Linked DNA regions of Sus scrofa: region 1 is linked to region 2. Evidence: chromatin contacts called from public Hi-C data. All regions are on one chromosome and are shown on one strand. Each heading gives the region's core, a stretch centred on a gene start, on an enhancer-like site or on the middle of the called end of the contact. The rest is flanking DNA. Distances are from core to core; before and after follow the strand shown. Region 1 overlaps KSR1 (kinase suppressor of Ras 1). Region 2 has its middle 56 kb from the start of NF1.

Region 1 (6,098 bases), core at 781-3,280, 180 kb after region 2:
AAGCATCTCATCAGTGCTAGCTATTATTATTTTTGTTGTAGTTGCTATAGCAGTACTGACCAGGGCTTTTACTTAAAAAACAAACCAACCAACAACCCCACCCCACCCCACCCCACCCCACCCCACCCCTTCCCCCCCACGACTGTCCCTTCTGCATGCACGCTGCTGTTTTCCAACTGGTGAGAGAAACTGGTTTCTTGAACACAGCTGAGAGTGTTTGCCCAGCAAAGTTCAGTTTTTAAACCAACACAATAGGGGGCCTGTGTGGCTTCGTTCTGGGAGGAGGGGTCGTTGTCCAGCAACACAGGGCTGGTTGGGCCGCTACGTTGTTGGGATGAGAAAACGTTCTCTGTTAGCCTCTCTGAATGTCCCCACGTCGCTCCCAAGTGCTCCTGCTTGGGAGAGTGGGCCTGGGAGAATCATGTGCTGCTTTTTCTCTGGAAGCGGTGCCTTGCCTTCTTGGTGCCCTCACTTCCAGGGTCACTCATTTGGACCAAGGGTTGGCATTAGGACACCCCAGGGTGTCCCTGTACTTGAGTTTCTGGGTTGGTTTATTCAGTGGCCTCCTTCCTGGGTGTGTATTGGATGATCAGCTCTGGCCACCAGAAGCCCATCCAAAGGCCCAAAGGGGTTCGCAGTGGGAACCAGACCCAGTACCCAGCTCCGTGTCCTCTCCACTATCATGTGGATTTGGGTCCACCTTACTCCCTGAAAAGGTGGGACCTGGGCTGTTTGGGGGATGGGACTTTAGATGCCAGGATCCAGTTCCCTAGGCCTCAGCCTCCCTTCTTGAATAGGGAGCTTAGAGTGGTCTCTGCAGGCTCTTATGGCCCTCAATTCTGCGGTCTAGGGAAGGGGCCTCAATGGGGTTGAAATAAATGTTTGTTCTAACACCCCTGTGTAAGAATATCCCTAAGAGTGGTTCTAAAATCCAGATTTACCAAACTGATAGAATGGGGGGATGGTATTACTCCAAGCATGCTGACGACAGGGGCACGGTGGCCAGTGACTTTGAATTCGGGTCCAGATACTGTCTGTATGACCTTGGGCCAGTCCCATGACGTCTGAATCTCAGGCTTCCTCATCTGTAAAATGGGCACAAGGCTACTTAAACCGGTGACTTTGTTGTGAGTCTCTAAGTCCGCAGGCTTTCTACCAAGAGAGTCAGCCCATGAACTTTCCCAGTGAGAGTCCAGTGAAGGCATTCACACCCCAGGCCACATGTAGGGGAAGGTTCTTTGACAGCCGGCTCTTGTTTCCGAGAGCTGGTGACACAAGCCAGGAAACAGTCCCGGCAGCCTGTGGTGAGGTCAGGTGGGGCAGTGGGATGTCCACTCTGGCTTTCTTTCCTGTTCTGCAGGCTCTCCTCACATACCAGGCCAGGGCCCCCAGAGACAGGGCTTGCAACATTGGATTCTTGGCTTTTGAAGAAGGGGCTGACCAGAGGGTTTGGCTTACGCAACCACGCCAGACTTCTCCCAGCATCGGAGGAACCCCAGCCCACTCTGGCTCCCACTACATATGCACTCAATGAGGTGCCCCGGGAAGTCCCTGACCCTGGGCCCGACAGCTGGTGCCTCAGATCGTAGCCTGGATCATCGGGGGTGGGGGGTCAGCACGTCTGGGGCCCTGCCTTCCTCCAGGGAGTGGTGGTCCAGTCTGGATCCAAAAGACTGGAAGAAGCCAAGGTTTAATATCTGCCTCCTACCTGCCAGTCGGTGTGCTGGACCCCCCTCCGTCTCTGCAGATTTCCTGGAAATCCACCAGCCTTCATCACACGCATATTTTTTCCTCTCGAGATGAGAAGGGGAAGGAGATAAAATCTGAACCCAGAGTCTGAATCTGTAAACAGAAGTTGGGAGGCAACTTCATTCCAGCAGAACCTGGTGCCTTCTCTCCATCAGACCCTCCTTGGGGTCTGACAACTCCACGGAGGCGAGATGGAATGTTCTCCTTCCCCGGATGTGCTCACACGGGGACACCTGGCTGCCTTGCAGCTGGGCCTGGAGCTCCACGTGGGTTCTTTCCTTCGTTCACGTGTCCTCTTTGGGCCAGATCTGTGCCAGGCAGGGAGACAGTGGTGCCTCACGGAGTCATGTTTTCTGGACATTGTAACTTTGCCTTTTCCTGCCAGCCGTCTAGCACTTTCTAGAGACAGGCCTTGCCACACCAAGTGTCCCCATCTGGTGCTCTTATAGAGACAAGTTTCTGCTAAGCAAGCTGATCTAGAGAAAGGGGTCCTCAAAGGGCCTTGACCTTCACTCCGCTCCGCTGTGGCAGAGGTCAGACCCTTGCGGTGTGGAGGACCTGAGCTCTCCCTGCGGTGCCCCCCCGCTTCCCAGAGTGGTGGACGGTAGAGCTGCTGGGAGAGGAGGGGGTGCCATTTGTTCCCACAGAGCAGGTCCTTGGGGGTGTGCATGGACATGTATTCACTCAACAAACCTGCAGTTATTACTGATTTGCCTGCTGAGCTGCTCGCTGCCACCACCCTGGCAAGGATGCTGAGGTAGGTGGGATGCTTTCCCAGTGTGTGGGGACACGTTGGGTCTAATGGAGGAGCCAGGCCAGCAAACAGTAGCAACTTCAGAACAATGACTTGCTAAGAGTGCCTCGGAATTGAGAATGTGCTGGTTGGCCGGTCCGACTCTTGCTTTTATGGGAAATAGTCCCAGCGTCTTGGTAGTGACTTGTCCCGAGTCGAATGCCCCTGGCAGAGCTGAGAGCGAAGTCCGGTTTCCTTTCCCCGCCCAGCCCCCGCCTCAGAGTGTGGCGTTTCTCTGCTTCTGCCCTGCCCCATGGTTCTAACCTCCTGTGGGAGGCTTTCACTCTAGCCACCCCCCGGAGGGAGGCAGAGCTGGGGCACTGTCCCCTTTGGTGTCTGCTTTCAGCTTGGCAATTTTTTTCCCCTGGTGAAACTTGCCACCAGCGTTCCTCGGAGGCAGTCTGGAGAGGACTCTGCAGGTCCCAAGAATGGGGAGGCCTGGGGGGTGTTGGAAGGGAGGCCTTATCAGATCTGCAGCCCAGGTGAGCCTCTGCCTGGGGACACCACTGGGAGGGCCTCCTTCCCCGCCAGGTCGGCTGGCAAGCTGGGAACACTGCATTCCCCACCCCAGGATCCTGGACCTGCCCGGTGGCTGTGGCCTGGAGAGGGGCTGCAAAGGCCCTGGTCGTTGGTGGCCGTGTGCGCAGCGGTGGGGGCAGTAAGAGTGCCTGTGGCCAAGTCTCTCTGTGCTTTTGAAAAGGACATCCTTTCAGAGTAGACTGATTGGGATCTTTTCCTGCATTCAGTTCAAAGGGAAAGCTGCGTAGAGGGGCCTGTGGGGTTATGGGAGGACCTTCCAGCGGAGCGAGGGCAGAGCTGGAACGAGAAACCTTCTCGGTCACCTGTTCTGAGGCTCTTGGCACGTGTTGCCCCATTTCATGCTCACAAGGACCCGTGAGGTTTTGTCCCCATTCTGCAGATGAGGACATGGCAGCTCAGAGAGATTCAGAGAGTGAGTTACTCGGCGGTAGAACCTGGGTTAACTGGTCTTCAGAGCTCATGTTCTGAACCTCACAACTGCCTCTAGACACTGGGGGCAGGGTGGTATTCTGCTCAGGGTCATGACAGCTGAGCCCAAGGAAGTGGCCAGGAACAAAAAGGGCCAGCCCAGGGGCGCCTGGTGGCTCAATTCCAGATGCCGGGGCCTTTTGGTGGCCACCCCAGACTGTGCGGCCCCAGTGCTCGGGCTGGGGGCCGCTTCCCTAAAGTGCTGCCCGGCACATCCTCAAAGACAGGTCTCTGTCAGCAAAGTGTGATGCAATCGCTCCGTGCTGCTCTCATTCTGAGAAATGAGAAGCTGCCTAGAGATCCTCTTACTCATAATTGTTTTAATAGATACCTGCCCTTCTCTCGGCATCATTCCTCTGGTGAGCACTGCACTCGTTAGCTTTCCAGTTGTATTAAAATATTTTAAAATCCACATCATGATAAAGGCTCATTATTCCAAAGAAAACACAAATGACTATCAGGATAACGCAGCCATAATGCCACCTCTCAGAGTTAATTCTTGTTCATGTTTGGCTGTATATTCTTCTACTGTTTGGCTCCCCTGCATTTGCGTACAAACGTACAGGGATGTATTCCTGCTGCTCACATGTGCGAAGCCATGGAAATGTTCTCTGTCCGCACCAGTGCACACAGGTGTGCACTATGCCTAGTAGTGGCTGCATCTTGTGGTCATGTCATAAACTCATCACACCCGTCCCCACTTGCGGCCATTCAGGCTCTTTCCACACCTTGCTAATAGAAACCTTGTTGCGGCGAGTGCATGAGTGTATTCCTAGAGGTGGAATTTGCTGGGTCAGAGTGTTTGTACACATTTAACCCTATTCTTTGAAATCTTTAGGGCCTGGCATGTTCCCCCTGTCCCCTCCCCCCCACCCGCCCCCCTCCCCCACCCACCCACCAGCAAGAGTGCCAGGATTTACAGAATGGCAGCCTTCATGTGTTTACCCCTTTGCCATAGTCAAACTCGTGGTTGACCCATCCTGAGGTCAAGGAGTGTGAACTGGAGACAGGATGTGGCCCCCATGGCTGAAGTTCTGGGTTATGTGTCAAGGATTGTGGGTTCGAGTTTTGTGGGTGCCTGTAGCAAGGGGGGCCCCTGGGTTGGCCATTTAGAGAAAGGATCTTTCCTTGCTCCCAGGCAGCAGAGTGTGGCTGGATGTCAGGTCTCTGTGTCTAGGGACAGGGCGCCTCTGGGCAGTGCATGGCCAGGTGGTGAGTTTTTTATCACCTGAGGCTCATGAAAGGCACCTCACTGAACTATAACCTCAGTTTCATCACCAACCACAAATATTGATCAGAACCCCAATTGGGGTGCCTTGGCTTTGGGATTGATCAAATGGAGGTGTGGATTCTTAAGGTAAGAGGGCTACAAAGGATCTTGGAATTTCCATCCAGTCCAGCCAGATGGTGCAGGTGAAGAAGTTCAGGGCCCGAAGGGAAGGGCCTTACCCTGAATACCTATTAGATTATTAACCCGAACAAAGAGTGGAGAGGTGATGGGTGGTTATACAGGACCACTGAATGGGGAGTCAGACCCCAGACCTCAGACCACCTTGACCGATGGCCAAGGGCAGCCTGCCATCCCACCCTTCTGTGTTGGGGGCAGGGGTCGGGGGCGGGTGCTGGTCCTCAGCCTCAGGGAGTTTCCTGCAAGAGGAAGCAAGTTGGGTTTGCTTTCCTAGTCCCCAACTTGGTGTCTTAGGAAACCTGGGGACTGGAGAGAGTCTTGGGGAGCAGTCTGGAGTGTCCAGTGAGTGGGGCCTCTTTTGAAAGCCTGTCTGCCCAGTGGGCTGGCTCAGCCCAGATGGCCTGAGTCTTTGAACCCGATCTGACTGTGTCTTCAAGGGCTTCTCATCCTTCCACTGAAAGATCCCCTGGGACTGGGTGGAGGAACCTTTACTGCTATAGGATCTGGTATTTGACTTAAATTGGGGCATATTTTGTAGTCTATACCGTGATACTTTGTACGATATTTAACATCATGCTTCCAGAAGATAGGACCTTTTAATCCAGTGTCTTTGTGGCCATATGGCTTTCGCCCCTGTTCAAGATTCCAGGAGGAGACGCAGAAGCCTACTATGGGGATGGATGTTAGGATCAAAAATGCTTTGTCATTTATTCCCAGGCATGAGTGTTTCCCATCTGCATTGAAAATGTTTTCAAACTATCGCCACATATAAAACCTATATATTTCTATATCTCTGTATTTCTCTGTCTTCCTGCCCTTGGTGGGTGACAGTATGCTTTAACTGGGCGGATTGCCTTTGAAAATAATAGCGCTGAAGTCATCCTGTTTGCTTGCCATTCTTCTCCCCCTTTCATTTTTCTACCTTCAGAATAATTGCAGGAACGAACTAACAGTTGTGTTTAAAATTTACAACGGGACCGGGGAGAAAATGTGTAATGCATTATGTGGAATAGGCCAGCCATGGTTTAAGAAAAATAGCTTTTCATACAGTGTGAACCGTAGAACCGAATCTGCAACATGTTCATCATGAAGGTGTTGCCTTTTGCAAAGCTGATGAGATAAGCTGCTTGTAGAGTGGTG
Region 2 (6,281 bases), core at 3,168-5,667:
TCGGATTCGTTAACCACTGCGCCACGACGGGAACTCCCCATTTGTTATCTTTATTTATTTCCCTCAATGTGTTACTGCAGACCCCATGGGGGGAAGGTGTACATAATATCACTGTATGCACCACATCTTCTCTCTAAAACCCCCATATGCTGAATCCAAACGTGCATCTGGGAGGTCCCGTCGTGGCATAGTGGAAGCGAATCCGACTAGGAACCATCAGGTTGCAGGTTCGGTCCCTGGCCTTGCTCAGTGGGTTAAGGATCTGGTGTTGCTGTGAGCTGTGGTGTCGGTCACAGACGTGGCTCAGATCTGATGTTGCTGTGGCTGTGGTATAGGCTGGCAGTGGTAGGTAGCTCAAATTGGATCCCTAGCCTGGGAACCTCCGTATGGCCCGGATGTGGCCCTAAAAAGCAAACAAACGAACCAGAAGTGCATCTGACTCTAAGGGTTTTGAGTAAAGGATTGTTGCCTGTATGCCTATTCTTGGACCTCTTGAATAAGTCCTCCACATCACTCTTGGTTTTGTAATTTTTGTATTAATCCTGAGCTCTAGGTGAATTTGTTAAGTTTGTCTTCACTAAATTAATTTTTAGCAGTTCTGCCTCCAAGAGGTTTTTCATTTGGCATTTGTAGTTTCCTCCTCCAGAAAAAGACTTCCTGACCCCAAAGGGATTCCGCCTCATGACTTCTTGCTCTGTATTGGCCAATGTTCCCTTCACTTTGGCTGCATAAGGATGTGAAGCCGAAGTTCTGTGAGCCAGAGCCCTTTCGCATGCAAGAAACAGAAACTCAGCTGGAAGTGGCTTGAGGGAAAGGGGGACTTTATTGAAAAGACGCTGGGGAAGCTGACAGGCTGAAGGCAGAGCCTCAGAAACTAGGACATCTCCGGGGACCTCAGAGAGAAACTGGAACCAGGCAGGGCCTTCCTGTTGCCAGGTCCTTCTCTCTCTCTCCCTCTCTCCTTCCACAGCCTTACTGGCTTCATTTTCTGTTATTGCAATTGCATTTTTTTGCCCCCTAGTTAGAAACATGAACCCTAGTAACACCAAATTCATACCCTTTGAGCTTAAGAGGAGATAGAATTCCTCTCTTCTGGAGTTCCTGCTGTGGCTCAGTGGTAATGAACCCCACTAGTATTCATGAGGATGTGGGTTAGATCCCTGGCCTTGCCCAGGGGGTTAAGGATCTGGTGTTGCCATGAGCTGCAGTGTAGGCCAGCAGCTGCAACTCCAACTCCAACTGGACCCCTAGCCTGGGAACTTGCATATACCAAGGGTGTGGCCATAAAAAAAAAAAAATTCCTCTCTTCCAGCTTTGGGAAACATTTCAGACTTTTTGGTCTAGCCTGTAGTATCTTTCCCAGGCCTGTGTCCACTGGATGAGGCCAGTTATCAAAAGAGGTCGAGGAAGGATCCTGAGCAGATTAAACAATAATCTCCACTTTCTAAAATGGTGCACGAATTTACTTCGAAAGGTGAATTCCTCCAACTCTTCAGAGTGGTTCTCTTCTTTGGATTTGTAGCATCGTTGCATAGATCAGTGTCGTCTCCTCATGTGCTTGTTTTGAAGGAAAGCCCCCAGTGGATGCAGGTACTGCCTGCTGCAGCTGTCTGCTCAGAGAGAAAGCCCTGCTGTTCAAGCTTCCTGTCAGCTGTGTCTGCCTGTCCTTACCCTCCAGGGCAGGACAGGAGAGGGATTCTGCTAGAGTTAGCCTAGCACTAAGTCCAGAAGTATTTCAATGGCACTCTTTATTGGGTGTGTTAGGTTCGCTTTTGTTACAAGTAACTCAAACCCCCAGTCCAACTGGCTTAAAAAATAAAGAGGATTTATTGGGTCTCATAATTGGAAGAGTCTACCACCAGGGGGTGGTTGGATATAATACAACCAGGGCTTCAGGTTTCAGGTTTGGTTCTTGGGATTCTTTTTGGGGTTGGGGGGAGGCATATACACGGCATATAGAATTTCCCAGGCCAGGGCTTGAATCTGAGCTGCAGCTTCAACCTACTCCACAGCTGTGGAAATGCTGCATCCTTAGTCTGCTGCATCACAGCAGGAACTCCTTGGTTCCTGGGATTCTCTTGAGTTGGATTCTTCTTACACTCGTAGCGGAATGGTTGCCACAATTCTGAGCCTCGCCTGACCACATCTGCATTCCAGACAGCTTCTCTCTGGGAGGTATCTCTCGAGCAGGAGCATGTAACTTTTTCAGAAGTTTCCAGCAAACTTTTCCTTACACTGTATTGACTCCGACTAGTTACCAGTCTCTTTGTGAACCCATCCCCACATCCAGAGAATCACTGTGTGTTAATTGACTGGGTTCTTGAACCAACAAATGAAAAGAGGATACGGATCCTCCTACACCGTTGGTGGGAATGTAAACTGGTGCAGCCATTATGGAGAACAGTATGGAGGTTCCTTTAAAAACTAAAAATAGGAGTTCCTGTCGTGGCGCAGTGGTTAACGAATCCGACTAGGAACCATGAGGTTGCGGGTTCGGTCCCTGCCCTTGCTCAGTGGGTTAACGATCCGGCGTTGCTGTGAGCTGTGGTGTAGGTTGCAGACACGGCTCGGATCCCGCATTGCTGTGGCTCTGGCGTAGGCCGGTGGCTACAGCTCTGATTCAACCCCTAGCCTGGGAACCTCCATATGCTGTGGGAGCGGCCCCAAAGAAATAGCAAAAAAAAAAAAAAGACAAAAAAAAAACAAAAACAAACTAAAAATAGAGTTAGCATATGATTTAGCAATCCCACTCCTAGGTGTATACCTGGAGAAAACCATAATTCAAAGAGATACATGCACCCCAAAGTACTTTGCAGCACTATTTGTAATAGCCAAGATATGGAAACAACCTAAATGTTCCACTGACAGAGGAATCAATAAAGAGGATGCAGTGCATATATACAGTGGAATACTACTCAGTCATGAAAAGAATAAAGTAACACCATTTGCTGCAACATGGATGGACCTAGAGATGATCATACTAAATGAAGTCAGACAGAGAAAGACAAATATCGTATGATATCACTAATATGCGGAGTCTTTAAAAAATGATACATGGGAGTTCCTGTCGTGGTGCAGTGGTTAACAAATCTGACTGGGAACCATGAGGTTGCAGGTTTGATCCCTGGCCTTACTCAGTGGGTTAAGGATCTGGCATTGCCTTGAGCTGTGGTATAGGTTGCAGACACAGCTCGGATCCTTTGATGTTGTGGCTCTGGCGTAGGCTGGCAGCTACAGCTCCGATTAGACCCCTAGCCTGGGAACCTCCATATGCTGCGGGAGCGGCTCTAGAAAAGGCAAAAAGACAAAAATAAATAAATAAATAATTTAAAATGATACAAATGAATTTATTTACAAAACAGAAAGAGACTCACAGACAGAAAATAAACTCATGGTTACCAAATGGGAAATGTGGCAGTCGTGTGTGTGTGTGGGGGGGGGGGGTGATAAATTAGGAGTTTGGGATTAACATACACATACTACTACATATAAAATAATCAACAAAGACCTATTGTACAACTCAAGGAACTCTACTCAATAATCTGTAATGACCTATATGGGGAAAGAATCTGAAAAAGGATGGATATGTGTATATGTGTAGCTGAATCCACTATATTCCAATATAAAATAAAAATTAAATTTTAAAAAATGGCAGGAAGATAGAAGTCCCCTTAAGCCAAGCAGGCCTACAGCTGGTGCTGAGCATGAGGTCAGCCCTCTGGAAGCACATGACAATGTAAGGGAGAGGGGAACCTGAAGGAACACCGGAATGCTGCTAGTAAGCTGGAGATGGGTGCTGGGTAGGAAACCCGTAAAGAGCTCCCTTCCTGGTCTCCACGCCTGATGGAAGTTCTCACCATTTTTTTCTGCGTTTGTGCTTTTTAGGGCCGCCCTCGAGGCATATGGAGGTTCCCAGGCTAGGGGTCGAGAACCAGAGCTACAGCTGCCAGCCTACACCACAGCCACAGCAACACCAGATCCAAGCCTCGTCTGCGACCTACACCACAGCTCACGGCAACGCCGGATCCTTCACCCACTAAGTGAGGCCAGGGATGGAACCCGAAACCTCATGGTTCCTAGTCGGATTCGTTTCGGCTGTGCCACGAATGGGAACTCCTCTCACCATTTTAAACTCTATGGGAAATTCTCCAGGAGGACCTGGGAAGGGATAAATTCAATTCTTATACTTATCTTCCTATTTTACTCCCAAACCCTTAGAGATCACCCAACTCAAGCAGTTAACAGAAGACAGTACGATACCTGGTCCCCACCAGGAATTGTTGCTTAATTTTTTTAATGACAAAACCAACAACAGACACAAGTGCAGGTGGCTGGAGGCCAGGCCACTCGGGACCCTGGCACTTTGCCCCTGCACTCAGCCCTGTGGCCTCTTCCTGCCCTGTCTCAGGCCAGGCCAGCTGTGTGCCTGTCACAGAGTTGTGGGACAGGCAGAAGAGGGCTGTCCCTTCCTTTCTCAGGCCTTGCTCCCCTGGGGAACCACTTCCTTGGGGGGGATGGTATCGGAACAAACGTCACCACAGCAGGTGCAGAAGTGAAACTACCTAAAATGCATTTACGAGCTGATTTTTAAAGGTTATTAAAGATAATTAAATAATGCTCAGACTTCTGTGAAAACATACAAACAAACAAAATTTCCTTCATCCTACAAATAAGGGAACTCAGACCTCAAAGGGCAAGGGCCTGTCCAAGGTCACACTGTGGCTATAGCTGGGTATACATTCATTTAAACCTTCCTCACCTTTTTCTGAGACTCATGTGTGATGGTCAATTTCATGTGTCAGCTTGGCTAGGTCACGGTACCCAGATATTGGTCAAACACTATTTCTCCATGTTTCTGTGAAGGCATTTTCTAGATGAGATTAATATTTAAAGTACTAGACTTCTAGTGAAGCAGATTACCAAGATGTGGGTGAGCCTCAGCCAATCATTCAAAGCCCTCGATAGAAAACAGACCAATTTCCCCTGAAGAAAAGGGAATTCTGCCAGCCAACCACACGGGGCTTAAGCTGCAACCACCCCCCCCTTCCCCCGCCCCCGGGGTCTCCAGTCTCCTGCCTACCCTGCAGATTTTGGACTCACCAGCCTCCACAATCACGTGAGCCAGTTCCTCAAAACGAATCCCTCTCTCCCTGCACCAGCAAACCTCATTTTATTGCTCTTCGCTCTATGGTGCCCTGCAGATATTGCACTTTTTACAAATTGAAGGTTTGCAGCAACATGTTCCAAAAGGAATAATGAGCGTGCGGCCCTGCAGCTGGGTGCAAGGGAAGTGGTATCTGAGAATGGAATCTATTCCTGGTGAAGATGCTGTGAAGATTGTTGAAATTGACCACAAAGGATTTAGAATGTTACATAAACTTCGTGGATAAAGCAGTGGCAGGGTGTGAGAAGACTGACTCCAATTCTGAAAGAAATTCTACAGTGGATAAAATGCTATCAAACAGCATTGCATGTTACAGAGAAATCATTCCTCAAAGGAAGAGTCGATTGATACACAGAACATCATTGTTGCCTTATTTCAAGACATCGCTACAGCCACTCTAACCCTCAGCAGCCACCACCCTGATCAGTCAACAGCCAACAACATCCCGGCAAGACCCTCCATCGGCAAAAACATGATGAAACGCTGGAATATATATGTATAACTAAATCACTTTGCTGTACATCGAAAATATTGTCAATTAACTCTATTTCAATAAAAAGCAAAACAAAACAAACAAAAAAAATTTTTTTAAAATTAAGGTACCTAGGAAGTTCCTGGCATGGTTCAGTGGTTACGGACCCAACTAGTATCCATGAGGACGCAGGTTCAATCCCTGGCCTCCCTCAGTGGGTTAAGGATCTGGTGTTGCGGTGAGCTGTGGTGATTTGACCCCTAGCTTGGGAACTTCCTTCCATATGCCATAGGTGTGGCCCTAGAAGGCTAAATAAATAAATAAAGTTAGCTGCATCGTTTTTAAAAGACATAATGCTATTGCACACTTGATACACAGAGTAAACATAACTTACATGCGCTGGGAAAGCCAACAACTCATTTGACTCACTTTATTGCAATGTTTGCTTTATTTCAGTGGCCTGGAATTGAACCCCCAATATCTCTGAGGTCTGCCTGTATGCACACATCCTATTAGTTTTGTTTCTCTGGAAACCCTGACTGATAGATTTGTCATTACTTCTCTAAAGACCCAGAAATCTCTTTATCCTAACTTTGGATTCAGACCTTCTTCTTCTTTTTTTTTTTTTTTTTTTTTCTTTTCTAG

Evidence for each region. A called contact is a pair of places that touch in the nucleus more often than the background predicts.
Region 1: a Hi-C map of mesenteric adipose tissue shows a contact between it and region 2, with 1.5 times the contacts expected there. The contact joins two enhancer-like sites. A contact is called at or near these places in 2 of 47 Hi-C or Micro-C datasets (embryonic fibroblasts and mesenteric adipose tissue) and 1 of 2 datasets of contacts at active chromatin or transcription factors (alveolar macrophages).

The regions. Positions count from the first base shown.
Region 1 is chr12:43,987,466-43,993,563 of Sscrofa11.1, forward strand. All of the region lies in intron 1 of KSR1 (kinase suppressor of Ras 1), which reads left to right. Among named protein-coding and RNA genes, the nearest start is that of KSR1, 63 kb to the left of the region's middle. Within about 2 kb of position 2,031, at least 10 of the 83 cell types and tissues checked have an H3K27ac peak or open chromatin away from gene starts, as enhancers often do. A contact at or near this core is called in mesenteric adipose tissue, where this site is marked.
Region 2 is chr12:43,806,739-43,813,019 of Sscrofa11.1, forward strand. No RefSeq gene overlaps it. Among named protein-coding and RNA genes, the nearest start is that of NF1, 56 kb to the left of the region's middle. Within about 2 kb of position 4,418, at least 25 of the 83 cell types and tissues checked have an H3K27ac peak or open chromatin away from gene starts, as enhancers often do. A contact at or near this core is called in mesenteric adipose tissue, where this site is marked.